Linked DNA regions of Mus musculus: regions 1, 2 and 3 are each linked to region 4. The links are chromatin contacts, called in public promoter capture Hi-C maps. All regions are on one chromosome and are shown on one strand. The core of a region is the stretch at or near the end of the contact, and the rest is flanking DNA. Distances in the headings are between cores, read along the strand shown.

What was found. Promoter capture Hi-C pulls out the DNA fragments that hold promoters and counts their contacts. Capture Hi-C pulls out chosen DNA fragments and counts their contacts.
Region 1: a promoter capture Hi-C map of pancreatic islet shows a contact between it and region 4. The contact joins the promoter of Ncan here to the promoter of Homer3 in region 4. A contact is called at or near these places in 2 of 39 promoter capture datasets (both in liver), 1 of 115 datasets of contacts at active chromatin or transcription factors (embryonic stem cells) and 3 of 9 other capture datasets (adipose tissue, liver and pancreatic islet).
Region 2: a promoter capture Hi-C map of adipose tissue shows a contact between it and region 4. The contact joins the promoter of Kxd1 here to the promoter of Homer3 in region 4. A contact is called at or near these places in 6 of 39 promoter capture datasets (the 3T3-L1 cell line, embryonic stem cells, hippocampal neurons and 3 more), 5 of 484 Hi-C or Micro-C datasets (Th1 cells, embryonic stem cells, muscle stem cells and 2 more), 22 of 115 datasets of contacts at active chromatin or transcription factors (the 230-238 cell line, the HPC-7 cell line, the SCID.adh cell line and 15 more) and 4 of 9 other capture datasets (adipose tissue, liver, macrophages and 1 more).
Region 3: a contact with region 4 is called in a promoter capture Hi-C map of neural stem cells. The contact joins the promoter of Rex1bd here to the promoter of Homer3 in region 4. A contact is called at or near these places in 17 of 39 promoter capture datasets (the 3T3-L1 cell line, the C10 cell line, the HPC-7 cell line and 12 more), 1 of 15 datasets of contacts at CTCF or cohesin (large pre-B cells), 15 of 484 Hi-C or Micro-C datasets (CD4 T cells, CD8 T cells, the HL-1 cell line and 10 more), 27 of 115 datasets of contacts at active chromatin or transcription factors (the 230-238 cell line, the NIH/3T3 cell line, astrocytes and 15 more) and 5 of 9 other capture datasets (adipose tissue, embryonic stem cells, liver and 2 more).

Annotation. Positions count from the first base shown.
Region 1 is chr8:70,118,992-70,122,736 of GRCm38.p6, forward strand. Ncan (neurocan) reads right to left here and starts at 1,853. Exons shown (of 15, transcript NM_007789.3): 1 at 1,737-1,853.
Region 2 is chr8:70,521,167-70,524,711 of GRCm38.p6, forward strand. Kxd1 (KxDL motif containing 1) reads right to left here and starts at 2,014. Exons shown (of 5, transcript NM_029366.2): 1 at 1,897-2,014.
Region 3 is chr8:70,505,328-70,508,880 of GRCm38.p6, forward strand. Rex1bd (required for excision 1-B domain containing) reads right to left here and starts at 1,425. Exons shown (of 5, transcript NM_025577.3): 1 at 1,335-1,425; 2 at 1,170-1,252; 3 at 429-633. The coding sequence starts at 1,406. Uba52 (ubiquitin A-52 residue ribosomal protein fusion product 1) reads right to left here. Exons shown (of 4, transcript NM_019883.4): 4 at 2,936-3,201. The coding sequence ends at 3,005.
Region 4 is chr8:70,281,209-70,284,516 of GRCm38.p6, forward strand. It overlaps Homer3 (homer scaffolding protein 3), which reads left to right and starts at 1,791. Exons shown (of 10, transcript NM_001146153.1): 1 at 1,791-1,892.

The sequences.
Region 1 (3,745 bases), core at 603-3,102, 160 kb before region 4:
GTTCCCACCCCCACCCTGCCTCTCATCTCTCCACTGAGTTGGAGTTGGGCAGTTGTCATCTATTGTCCCTGGATATGTGACGGTGTGCATCTGTGGTGCTGTGTCTAGGCGAGGGTATGTCTATGTCGGCACCCTGTGATGTGGGTGCATCAGCTCCAGAAGGATTTCTGGTCCCGGGAGTGGGGGTGGGGTGGGGGCGAGGAAAGCCACACGCATGTATGCACACACTCTTGCACACACTGAGGGTTCCTGGCCCGAGACTCACACTGGATGTGTGTGCATGAGTGTAGAACACTGGAGAAGAAAGGAAGCCAAGCTGAGGACCTCCACCCTGGCCTCCGTGCCCACTGTGGCTCCTCAGGTTTGCACTCCCATGCTCTGAATCCCCTTTCCCTATTCACAAGACACACCCCAGGAGAGACACACACAGAGACTTTCAGGGACATTAACAAAGGGAACCATGCCTGTGTTGGCGGAGTAGGCTGCGCGACCTCTACACAAAGACACCCACAATCTGGAGCCCTCTGCTGAAGCCCCTAACGAATCCGTTCACCAGGTCTGGCTCCTCCCACAGGCTGCCACACCAGCCCTGGGATGCATGTGGCCTTGGTGACCGATGCAGGGCCACTGATAATGTGGCCCCAGCATAGTTTTGTAACAAAAGACACTGTTAGCAGTTATATCAGTCACAGGAGACCCTAGACATGCCTCTCCTCATAGCTCGTTGACACACAAAGACCCCCGATTCCTGGGGTGAAAACCTTCCTTGTCTCCCTGTAGGGACGGCCAGGGATCACCGAGACTGCCAGAGTCTGGGATGGCACAATGTATGAATTCATACCTTCCTAACTGGTCCCCACATGTCACCCATCCTGGACTGCCTCAGCCTGGCTTTATCCCAAACACACTTAGAATGAACAAAGCCACACTGTGGTGTATGCACGGGGGTCACTCCTATACCCAAGCACTGGGTCCCTTCCCTTCTACCACCTGATCATCCAAAGAGAGTTTTAAAATGCACCATACAGGTAGACTGGGGGTGAAGCACTGGGGTGGAGTGCTGAGATTACATGGAGATGTGAGGCATCTGGGGGGTCCTGTCCCCTCACAGGGTCCATCCAGGTCCTGAACATCCATTTTGGGGCATACCAGAACCCACACCCAGCATTAGCCAGGACAGTAAACATGCTTACTGGGGAAAGGGACTGCACCCCAACTCCTTATCTGTTAGAAAACCAGGGTGACTCTTAGGATGGGTGTCTGAGCCTCCTTCTTAGCTCAGGATGCAGTAAGAGGACAGAGACCTGTCTGACTTCCTTTTCCAGGGAAGAGACTCTGCTACACACACTCTTAAATTGGGGGACCCTTTCCCCACCACAGCCTTCCATTCATGTGTAAATTGGAGGTCCCCATTTCAAGTTCCCAGCTTGTCTTTATTCCAAACTCGGGGTACCCCTCCCCTAGCCCTAGCTTTCAGCACCTCCTGCTTGATCCAGAGAACTATATGCAGCCAGGGATCCTCCCTACCAGAGATGGGAAAGTCTTTTCATTCAAGACTCCCTTCCATTCCCAACACCCTTAAGGCCGCCCCTCATGCACTCAGGCCCCCCAAACTTGGTTCCCCTCCCCCATCGTTCCCTGCCCATTTTCATCGAGGAGGGGGCTTCCCCTTCATTCTGGTCAGTCCTCCCCAAGCCCTATTTTCTGTTGCCCCCCTCCTTCCGGCCCCCCCACACCTGGCTCCTTAGCGCGAACACATCCCCACGGTTCCGGGCACAAAGGACGCGACGCCCCGCTCCCGGTGTTTCTTCAGCCCTAGAGCCCAGGCGCTCAGCACGCCAGGCGCAGCCTCCTCACTTATAAAGGAGCACAGGGATGCTCTGCGCATGCGCAGCCCCTGGCCTCCAGCTGGCTTGCCTGAGATTCCTTTCACGTCTGTCCGGACACAGTCCAGGGGCTGGCTACACCTGACTCCGCCCCCTTCTCTTTGAGCTCTTAGGTACCCCATTAAATGACTCCAGTATGCCTCATGAGGCCACCTGCTCCGATTTACAGGTGGGAAAACTGAGCCTCATGGATGTAAGAGTGTTTGCCAAGATCACTCAGAAGGAAAGGGCAGAGTGGGGATTCAAACTCGATTCCCCAAGGTTCCAAAGACAGTTAACCATTTCTAGAACAGAAATGGGCTCGGAGGACCCACTGGGTCACACAGCTGCTAAAAGTCACCAAGGAGCCCGTGAGATGACAGTAATAGCCTTTGTTCAGCAGTAAATGTTTGCTGCCAAGCTCAAGGACCCGAGTTCAATCCCTGTGACCTACAGGGTGGATGGAGAGACGTGACTCCTGCAACTTGTCCTCTGACCTCCACAACCCCACACCAAATAAATAAATAAATATGATAGAAAATGTTAAATCATCAGGGACCAAGTCTGGATGTGTTAACTGCAGAACTGCTCCAGCAGCTCTGCCCTATTCATCTCATTCATTCATTCATTCATTCATTCATTCATTCATTCACTCATTCATTCGCCTTTTCTTATCATTGCTTAATGGTGCACACCAGGGTCACGTGTTTACGATGCTCCTACTTTGGGCAGGAGCATATGTGCCATTTTCACACCTGTTCTTTAAAAGCCAAGATTTTAGGGGCTGGGGATGTGGTTCAGTTGGTAGGTAGGGTGCTGCTTAGCATGCCGGAAACCTTGGGTTTGACCTCCAGCACTTCATAAACCAGGCGTAGTATGGAAGTGCATGACTGAAACCCCAGCACTTGGGAGAGGAAGACAGAGGATCAGGAGTTTAAGGGTCATCCCCAGCTACTTACCCAATTGGAGACCAGCCTGGGCTACGTGAGATCCTAGCCTCAAAAGCAGTCCTGAGGGGAGGGGACCTCAAGAGATGGCTCAGTGGATGAAGCGCTTACCTCACATGCATGAGGACCTGAGTCCCCAAACACCCACACAGAATTAGTGTACAGTGACATTCCTATAACTTCAGTGAGGACAGAGACAGGTGAAGCCCTGTGTCTTTTTTAAAAAGAAAACTTTTCATTGGCTCTTTGTGAATTTCACATCATGCACCCCAACCCCACCCCTCTCCCTCTCTTCCGTACCTGCCCTCCACCCTTGCAACCTTCCCCCAACAGAGGAGAAGGAAATCTCATCATGGAAGCTGTAGTGTGCCACAGTGTGTCCCATAGCAGACCCTTTGTCCACACTTCTTCACTTGCAAATGTTCATTGTAGTGACTTGTTGGTCTGGTTTGAAGCCTCTGGCTTCTTATTCTATTAATACTGGATGCTTGCCAGGACTCCTCTTGGAGACCTTGTTGTTGCCTTTTGACATGGAGACCCTGTAGTGTTGGATCTGTAGGATCAGCCCCTTCATGCACTCCAGCAGATCATTGATGGGGTAGATGTTGTTGTGGGCTCATTCAAAGTCCTGGATTTGGACCTGAGAGATATCTGAACTGGTCAGCCCATCAGCTCTCCAGCTCTTACACCCCCAAGGCTAGCTCTCCCATGATGCCTAGGTGAGGAGTGGGGCCAGTTCTGCACGTCCTTCATACATTAACATGTCCCTGGACAGTAACCCAGACCAGGGACATCTACCACGACTTTGGTAGTAACAGACCCCTGCTGTTGCAGGGCCACAGACCCAGACAAGGCCCCCGGTAGCAGCACAGGCCAGGATCTCACCATGGTCCCAAGTGGCATCACTGGCTGCTCACATCAGGTTGTTCCTCA
Region 2 (3,545 bases), core at 764-3,263, 240 kb after region 4:
CCTCCGAAATGCAAGCCAACCCCAATTAAATGCTTTCTTTAAAAAAAAAAAAAAGATGAAAGAAAAAAGAAACTAGCTATGGGCAGGACACAACTCTTTCCATCCAATAACCACACCAAGTCCAGTCACCCGGTAATCAAGCATGACCATGGACAAACCAGGGTTTTAGACCCTAGTACAAGGGGAGAATGCAGGACGATCCAGCCTTCATGGCCAACCAGAGCTTCATAGAGCGTCCCAGGCCCACCTGAGCAACACACACTGGCCCTATTTTAGGTGGGTGGCCTGTAAGACAGTGCCTAAAAGATGTTTGCTGTCTATACTGAGGACTCCAGTTCAAGCCCTGGAACACACCTGGCAGAAAACCCCTTCATGAGAAGGTGCATGCCCCCATTTCCCAAAATAGACTGTAAATTATCTTAAGAAAGAAGAAAAACAGCCAGGCAGTGGTGGCGCAAGCCTTTAATCCCAGTACTTGGGAGGTAGAGGCAGGTGGATTTTTGAGTTCGAGGCTAGCCTGATCTACAGAGTGGGTTCCAGGACAGCCAGGGCTACACAGAGAAACTGTCTCCAAAAACCAAAAAAAAAAAAAAAAGTAGAAGAAAAGTAACTTGTGATTAAAGGGCATAGTCAACAACTAGGTTAACAGCTAGCATCTCTCATGCAGAATTTTAATTCCAGAGATTTTGTTCTAGATCAGGTATCAGTCCTGGTCTGGGACTGAACTGGAAGCATGCAGAAGCCCTGGGTCCTTCAGGGCTTAAGGTCAGTTTGGGCTGTACATACTGAGTTTTGGGCCACCCTAAGATGCATGAAACCCTATTTTAAAACAGAAGCCTGGTGTGACAGCTCATGTTTGCCATCCTGGCACTCAGGTGACTAGAAGACTGTTGTAAGTTTAAAGTTAATTTGCGCTACATAATGAGTGGGAGACGAGATTGAGACACATAAGACTGTCTAAATAAATACGTGCTGGAGAGATGACTCAACGGTCAAGAGCACTGACTGCTCTTCCAGAGGTCCTGAGTTCAACTCCCAGCAATCACATGGTGGCTCACAACCATCTGTAATGGGAATCCAGTGCCCACTTCTGCTTTGTCTGAAGACAGCGACAGTTTATGTATGCACATACGTGAAATAAACAAATAAGAGTCAGGTGTGGTGAATGCCCTGCCCGTGCACAGTGCTAGAGAAGACAGTAAGAGCAGAAGTTTCAGGTCACTTTTGCTTTGTGAGTTACAGACTAGCCTGGAACAAATGAGACCCTAATCCAAAACAAGACTCAACACAAGCAGATGAGGTAACTCACGCTTGTCATCCCAGTACTTTAGAGACTGAGGAAGATGCATTTCAAGGAGACAGAGGCCCCAGTCTGGGCTGCTATCTCAAAATTTTAATGACTCTCTTTATAGTTGGGTGGCCGAGGCAGGATGATTACCAGGAACTGGAGGCTAATTTGAGCTATCATCTAAAGAAACACTAACTCTCCCCCAGGAATGTCAGGCTGACTGGAATGGCTCTGAGCCTCAAGGTCACAGTAGGAGCACAAGGAGCCGTCCGGCCCGAGTCCTCTAAACGGACTTCAACTCTTCCGGCCAAACTCTGAAGGAGAAACAACAACAACAAAAGAACCAAACCAGATAAGGCGTGACTCAAACAAACACGGGGTCCCCGCCCCTTTGAGCGGGGAAACTGAGGTACACGCGCACCCCAAGCCGCTCAGGGCTCCAGGTCACACAACTAGGGTTTCCATCTAGATTGGCCCGCGCTATCGCTGCGAATCCGGGAAAACTGAGGCTGTGTCCCCGAGCTAGGATGGGCCCTCCCTCCCCTCCGTGGCCTCCTGACGCCCCGAGTTCCCGCCCTGCCCGGCCCCGGCGGCTCCAGCCTCGGCACCTGCACATCTGGCGGCCTGGCTCGCGCTTCCGGGAGGGCGCCCTAGCGCTTACGTCATCATAGAGCGTCCACGAGCGCCCCCTGTCCTGGCGCCTAGGAGCCTGCGCGTACTCACCGCGAGGAGGCGGGAGGACCAAATTGTAGAAGCCCTAACGTGAACGCCAAAAGGATGAGCAATCGCAGCACTAGATACGCGCACGCGCTGTGTCCCAAACATGGCTTTTAAGCAATCCGGAAGTGGGCAATTAAATGTATTATTTATCAATCCAGTGTTACACAAGGAAACCCTATCTCGAAAAGTAAACAAAAAGACAAGGTCATATGTACTCAGGCTGGATTCCAGCTCGCCATGGAGCCTAGGTTACCCTTAAAATCCTGGTCATCCTGAAATGGCGTGTACGCCATTGTATGCCACCATGTGTGACTTTCAGATTTTTGAGGTATCGCTGTAGCCCAGGCTGGCCTGGTACTCGGTATTGTGAGAAATAATCCCCTCTCTCTAATAAAGAGTCTGGTGAAAGAGATGCAGGGATTTGACTTGTTTTGTTTGGGTTTTTCTAGACCGTTTCTCTGTGTAACAGAGCTCTGCCTGTTCTGGACTTGCTTATTTAGACCAAGCCAGACTCGAACTCATAGAGATCTACCGGCCTCCTGAGTGGTCGGATTGAAGGCCTGTGCCACCAGGACCGGCCAGTTTTGGTTTTATGAAACAAGATTTCTCTTTTTATCTCTGGTTTTTCTGGGACTTTTTCTGTACGTCCAAATAAGAGAAACCGTTTTTAATATGCCTTCTGCAAAAAAAGGATTTCAGCATAGAAAAAAAGGCAGAGGCTGGCATGCTGATTTCTTGCAAACAAGGCAGTATTTGATTTCTTTTTTTCTTCTCCTACTCCTTTCTTTGTGTAGTCCCGGCTGTCCAGGAATGCCCTTTAGTGTTTTGAACAGGTTGCTCTTTAACTCAGAGATCTGTCTTTCTCTGCCTCCTCTGTGCTGGGATCAAAGGTATGTACTACTATGGCCAGCTAACGTAGTAGTTTTTTTTTTTTTTTTTAAGATTTATTTATTATATGTAAGTACACTGTAGCTGTCTTCAGACACTCCAGAAGAGGGAGTCAGATCTCATTACGGATGGTTGTGAGCCACCATGTGGTTGCTGGGATTTGAACTCCGGACCTTCGGAAGAGCAGTCGGGTGCTCTTACCCACTGAGCCATCTCACCAGCCCCCCGTAGTAGTTTTTAAAGTCCTGATCATAAGTAACCTCAGGCTTTTTCCCATAACTGGATACTCAGAGAGTTACAATCTTTGTATACCTTACCATAGTCTTTAAATTCCCCATTCTATTCCAGGGATTTAAAATCTTATCAAATGAGTCGTCTAGGCTTGAGCCTGACTATTCCTTCTCTGATTGTGGCATGGGTCACATAGTACAGTGCCTGTAACTTTACAACTATCCTGGGTGCTAAGAGAAGCAGACAGCAGTGACAACTCAGGACAGGAAGAGTCTAGCACCTCATGCTACCTGTGCTTCTTTGGTGGATTCTAAGTATACCTGATACTGAAAATATACAAGAACAAATTACTTTTTACATTATGAGTCAGGAGCTGGCCTTGAAATTCCTGTCTATCCTCCCGCCCCAGCTTCACTGG
Region 3 (3,553 bases), core at 175-2,674, 220 kb after region 4:
TCTGCACTAAGAATTCCAGACCAAAGAGCTACATGGTTTACAGTGGGCAAGCTCCTCCCCTGCTACCACTGGCTATAAGGTTAGGGTAGGTGGGGTCTTGGGATCTGGGTCAAGGACCAAGGATGACAAGTGTCTGAGGATGTTTGTGGAAGAAGTAGTTTGTGGGTTCCAACGGTGATAACCCAGAGTTAGGGACTTAAACAGCCACAGTGGTCGATGCGTTGGGTTTCTGGAGTTCTTAGGACAGCTTTACAGAGGGGCTGGTATAATTAAGCAAAAATTTGGGAGGGAAATGTAGTTAGCCAGGAAAGAGTGGGAGAGGGCCCAAATGCATAGAGGTGTTTGGCAAAAATAGTAGTAGGTCGGGGTGGCTGGGAATGGGTTGTGGACCATGCCCCACTCTAAAAGGAGAGGGGTGGTGGTCTTACCGTGGCCAGGCGCGTCTGTTCTAGCTCCTGCAGGCTGCGCACGTGGCGGGCGAGCACCGGTTGCGCTCGAGGCCCTGCCAACTCTGCTTCCACTGCCAATACCTCCCGCGAGGCAGCGGCGAAGGCCTGGGTCACCTCGTGCACGACACTCCGGTAACTCGGGAAGTCATAGTGCTGACCACTGAGCAGGTACTGACGGTGAGCTCTGCAGTGGACCGGGAGGATGCTGAATCGACACGCTGACAAGCAGACCACGCTCCCTGCTCCAGCTACGTGGAAGATACCCCCGACTCGAAAGAGACAAACCCGAACTCCACAGACTGGGTCTGTCAGGACAGAGCTAGTGCTTAACCATCTCTGCACTCAGAGAAATGAGGGATCTTGTGGAGGGTCACACCACAGCTGCTCCCGCCAGGCCACGCCCACGGTCACATGCTGCTCTACACCTATCTACCCTGCTACTAAAAGCTACACCCTCAGCTCTACCCAACTCCCCCAAATAGACAGGCTTCAGTGTCACAGATCCTTTTACCCACCCTTCTAGACTTCGCTTTCAAGTACGCCCTGCTCCCGGCAGCAGCACTCCTGCATCTCCTGGACCAGATCTGGCTCTCTCCCCACCTCTTCCGACCAAGTCCACAACCTAGGTCCTCCCAGCCACGCCTCCAGCCGCCTCCCCTCAGGTCCCCCTCAGGCAAGCTCTCCCAGGGCCCGCCCCCTCCTCCAGCCCAGCCCGCTCACTGGTCTAGACGGCGGAAGGCCTGTGCGCGTTCATTCTGAAGCTGCTGAATCCTCTGCACCAGTGTAGCGATCGGGGCGTCTCTCTATGGGGGTGTGGGGCCATGAAGCCGGAGTCCTGAGCCCATCCCGCCACCCCGCGCCCGTCCCACCCGCAACCGGGCTCACCCAGGCCCACGCGGACTCCGCAGACCCGGGACCGTCTGCAGCAGCCAACACCTCTGTGGCGGCGGTGAGCATGACTGCGCAGTCAAGTGGCACTAGGGAATGGCCGCTGCGCCCCCTGCCGGCCGGGAGGTCCACCACCAGCCCGCGCGCCTTTGAATTCGTTTTTTTTTTTTTTTTTTTTTGAGACAGGTTTTCTGTGTAGCCCTGGCTGTCCCTGCCTCTGCCTCCCAAGTGCTGGGATTAAAGGCGTGTGTCACCACCGCCTGGTGGAACTCTAAATAGTTTCTAAAGCAACTAAATGGTTAGTTCCAGGGCTGTGTACATCCGCCAGATCCTTGCAACAAGCGGGGCTCGAATAGGGCCTAAATCGAAGTTAAGGCCACAAGTATTTCTGTACCGGTGATGCTTACGAATGTAGTTGAACCAGTTTTGGTTTCAGTGGCTGAGTACTAGTTGCTGTTGCAGGACTGAACCCAATGACACTACCCACATAGCCACTCACACCTATATGCAGGACACCTAATGCACCCCCAGCCCCCCAGACAGGGTTTCTCTGTATAGCCCTGGCTGTCCTGGAACTCATTTTGTAGAGCAGGCTGGCCTTGAACTCAGAAATCCGCTTGCCTCTGCCTACAGAGTGATGGGATTAAAGTGCACCACCATGCCCATCACGCATTTTTTTTTTAAAAGTATTTATTATATGTAAGTACACTGTAGCTGTCTTCAGACACACCAGAAGAGGCATCAGATCAATTATGGATGGTTGAGCCACCATGTGGTTACTGGGAATTGAACTCAGGACCTCTGGAAGAGCAGTCAATCAGTGCTCTTAACCACTGAGCCACTTCTCCAGCCCCTAACAAACCTTTTGATGTCATCTCACATAGTGCACACAAACCATCCATTCAGATTATACCTTTGAAATGGGATTCCCAGCACCGGGGAGGTAGGATATACTCTGAAAGCTTCCTTCCCTAAATTACTTTGGAGATGTTGGTTGCACATACATGGGGGATTTGCAAGCTGCTGGCAACCAGGTTCGAACCCACGGAACCTTCCAAATGACAAGACAGACTGCATACCTGAAGTCAATTACAAGCAACATGGCCTGTCTAAGACTCCCCACGATGGGTGAAATGGTCCTAGACGCCCTAGAGTACCCAGCTACTCATGCAAAAGTGTGCCTGATACTCAAAAATCAAAGGTAGATGAGGCGGCCTCATAAACTCATATAAAGTGTGTTGCCTGTAGTCCCTGGTGCCATGCCTGATGGTGAACTCTATCAGGTTGTCCAGCAACTTAACTGGCGTACAGAGTACTGAGTCAGGTGAACTGCTCCCCCAGAGACCCTAAATTGTGGCCCCACACATCAGAGCCAAGACAAGATCTGTAAGCACAGCCTGCCTCCCCACAGCAGCACTGTGTGGGCTCCACCTTTACATGGTTCCAAGGCTTGCAAGTTCTAACCCACTGGTTCACCCTGCTGCCCAGTACCAGTCTTTACTGCCTCCCCAGCCTCCAAGGTTCAAGGGCAGCCTAGGCTACATGGTGAGATCCCCTCCCCACCGATCCCTCAACAGAACAGTCACTCTAGACACCAATTACTGCTCCAGTGGATGGAAGGGGACTTTATTTGGTCCCGGGGTCACATGCCAGGTATGACCACAGCTTTATTTGACCTTCTTCTTGGGGCGCAGGTTGTTGGTATGGCCGCACTTCTTCTTGCGGCAGTTGACTGCACGAGGGTGCAGGCGTGCGTAGCACTTGCGGCAGATCATCTTGTCACAGTTGTACTTCTGGGCAAGCTGACGAAGGGATGGCTCAATGATGCCACCGCGCAGACGCAGCACCAGGTGCAAGGTGGACTCTGGGAAAAAGAACAGGCAGCTGAAGGCAGGAGCTCATACAGGACAGTGAGGTGGGCTGCCCAAAGACACCAAGTAGCACCCTAAAAGAGGCTCCTCTACAGAGGCAGACAGACACTGGTGGTGAGATGGTAGGCACCTGGGAACTTTACAAGTCTGGTGAGAGCACAAGTCAAACGAGGGCAAGAAACATGTCCAGTGGAGGCAGCCCCACAGACAGCACAGCAAGCATCCAGATGCGGACACACCGGCACCCCCAACCCCCAGTGCTCCACATTTCAGGCTCTCACACCCACACAGAGAACAGGCAAGCAGATGTGACAGCACACACCTTTAATCTGAGCACATGGGAAG
Region 4 (3,308 bases), core at 541-3,040:
CTCTGCAGCCAGCTCAGAGCCTGACAGACCAGGACCGGCTTCCAGCCTGCTGCCCTGAGCTCAGATACTTAAAAAAAAAATGTTGCTAATAAGGAGAAAGTCAGTCTGAACACAGCAGACGGTATTGTCTTTGTTCCCAGTGTTCACATGCTCTGTGGCTCCGAGCCTAAGAGCAAAGACAGATAGTTTCCCTGTGCACATGCCTCTCAAAGTTAGGCGCAGTTGGAGAGGACCTTGTTTTCCCCAGCTGCAAATAAATATCAAGGAGGCTGGTAGCTCAGGGGCTCCTACCTGCCTGTGACTCAGAAATGAATGGAAATACCTCTACATATAATATATATATCAGAGCATCCATGAGCAGAAGGCCAGGAGCCCCGGGAAGTCTAGTTTGGGCTGTCAGAGGCAGGGAACAGAACCACACAGCCTGGAAGGTCAAGGAGTGACAAACATCCTTGGAAAGGAGCACATTCCTGGGAGGGCGAGGGAGAGAAACTCGCCTGGCCTGAGAATATCTTCACTGAAAGTTAGCCACCTGCTCAGATCCCAGCAGACACCAGAGGGCTTGAGAAGAGAAAAAAATATATATCTGACATAAGAAATGCAAAGCTGAGAACCACAGACTCTGATTCGGACACAGCCATTTGTCCCCAGAACACGGAAACCCTTGCAGAAATTTCTAGAAAAGTGCAGCAAGGGATTTGCCACAGGGCTAGGGACCCACTGGCAGATAGGTGATCCCCTGAAGGATCCTCGGCGGGCTGCTGTGGCTGTGGACAGAGGCAGGACTCAGCCTACAGAGCTGCAGGGAGTTTGTCCATTTCATTGGAAGACAACACTAAGAGGACACTTGGATCCTAAGACTCTGTAACAATAACCTAGTTACTCCCAGAATTTATTTTTGAAAGTCAGGGTCTCACTATGTGGCCCTAGATGGCTTAGAACTCACTATATAGACCAATCTAGCCTAGAATTCACAGAGATTTGCCTGCTTGTTCTTTTCGTGGGAATTAGGATGGAGCCCAGGGCACCACAGACGCTTGACGAGGGCGTTACACACTGATTTGCAGTCCCACCCCCACCTTCGTTTTGGGGAGCTGGGCTCAAGCTGTCTTCATGCTTCAGTTGCTGAGGGTCCAGGAACTTTTTCTTTTCGAAGAAGCCACATGAAGACTCAGGGCCACCCTTGGTAGGAGGCAGGAAAGCGAAGGGTCGTTGTCCACCCATTTTCCGTGTTTCTCCCTATCTCTGGGTCACCAGATCACACTCCAGGACTTCTGCCTCTGTCTTCACACCCTGGCCCGCTACCACCCATCTAACACCCACACTTTTGTCTTCTCAGCCTTCAGCCCATCAGTCCAATGCTCTGCCCCAAGGCCGATCCAGACAGACCCTCCTCTTCCACCCCTCTCCCCACCCCGCTGTCTTTGTCCGCAGTCACCTTCTGTCTCTCTCCGCTGCCCTCCTGGATCCCTCCCCTCTGTCCAGTACTCTGCCTGATCCTAGGCCCCTGCCCTTAATCCCTCTGATCCCAGCCCCAGACTTTATGGGCCCCTCCCCCTCCTTCAAAAGCCACGCCCTCCCCACTTCCTTCAGTTGCCTCCCACTGGGTCCCCCCTTCAGAAGTTCCTCCTCTTGACCTCCTGGTGCCCTCCCCTTCCTCTGCCCTTTCACCCCGCCCAACTCCCCCCTCCATGTCCGCCCTCCTCTTCTTCCCTCTCGGGGTCCCCTCCCTCTTCCCCGCCCTCCGTAGCTGGCCAGCAGGGGGCGCTGGGCAGAGGCGGGGCGGCGCGGGGACTGGCCGCGATGGGACCGGAGGCGGCGCAGACAAAGGCGCGGGCGGCGCGGGGCGCGCGGAGGGCGCGGGCCGGAGGCTGCAGCGACGACGACGCGGGGTGAGCCAGACAGGGGGACCCCAGCTTCCGAGGCACAATCAGGGAGTCGGGGGCGCAGGAAACGCAGACGGTTTCCAAAGTTGCGGACTGTGAGGCGGGGCCCAGGAGCTGCGGGGTGCAGGCTGAGGGGTTGGGATCCTGGGGTGCCGGCTAGGGGGCCGGCTCAGGTGCTGGCTGGGGCGCGGGGCGCGTCTTCACCGGGTTCCTCAGCCGAGGTCCGGGTGTTGGGGACGCCGCATCGCGAGGCTCCGCCACTTAGAAGTTGCGGGTCAGCGGCTCCCGTAGTTGCCCTCACGAGCTGCCCTGGAGGGAGTGGGAACCGGTGCCAAATGGGAAGCCGGCGTGGGGCTCCTGGCAGGGTCCCCGCCGCGCGCGATCGCGGTTCTCCGCCCCGCGCCTCTGCTCCAAGGCGCGTGACTACTCAGTGAGTAACTTTTCCTGATGGTGGCAAGTCCAGGCAGGAGTGGTCCGACCGGAAGGGCCTGGGTTCGGGGACCCCTTTCCCCCAATCTCCGCCAGTTCCATTAGCGTCTCTGACTGGACAACCCCCCTACCCTCCCTCTGTATGGGAACTTAGGTTTCGCAGCTTCCCAAGACAGCTTGGAGGGGCCCTGACCTCAGACCCCGGGTCTTGACCTCCCGCACCCGCAGGACCCTCCTTCTCCTCCAATCTCCTTAGTTGAAATTTGGGGGACTTAGGAGAATGACAGGTGCAAGCGTTCATAGGAGGCTGGGGAGCTCCGTTCTCCCGGTCCTGTTCCCTGTTCACATGGTGGGGACTAGGATGAACCGCTGTGTGCAATGCGTGCTTGTGTGTGTGTGTGTGCCTGTGCGTTGAGACATGGTCCCACTCTGTAGCCCAGGTTGGCTTCAAAGTCTCCTCATTCTCCCCAGTGCTGGTGCCACCATACCAGGCTTTCATTTTTTCCTTTTAAGTAAGCTCCCTGGAGACTCAGACACAGAGTTATCTGGGCTAAGTGGTCCTTTCTCTCTCTCTCCTCTCTCTCTCTCTCTCTCTCTCTCTCTCTCTCTCTCTCTCTCTCTCTCTCTCTCTCTCTCTCTCTCTCTCTCTCTCTCTCTCTCTCCTCTCTCTCTCTCTCCCTCCCTCCCTCCCTCCCTCCCTCCCTTCCTTCCTAGAGTTATTTATTTTATTTATACAAGTACACTGTAGCTGTCTTCAGACACATCAGAACAGGGCATCCAATCCCATTACAGATGGCTATGAGCCACTATGTGGTTGCTGGGAATTGAACTCAGGACCTCTGGAAGAGCAGTCAGTGCTCTTACCCACTGAACCATCTCTTCAGCCCCGAAGTGGTCCATTTGTGGGATCAGCGAGGTCCTGATTTTCCTGTTAGGTCCCTGGAAGCACTCCACTTTTACTCCTTGAGATGGGTTTATCCCTCCATGATGACC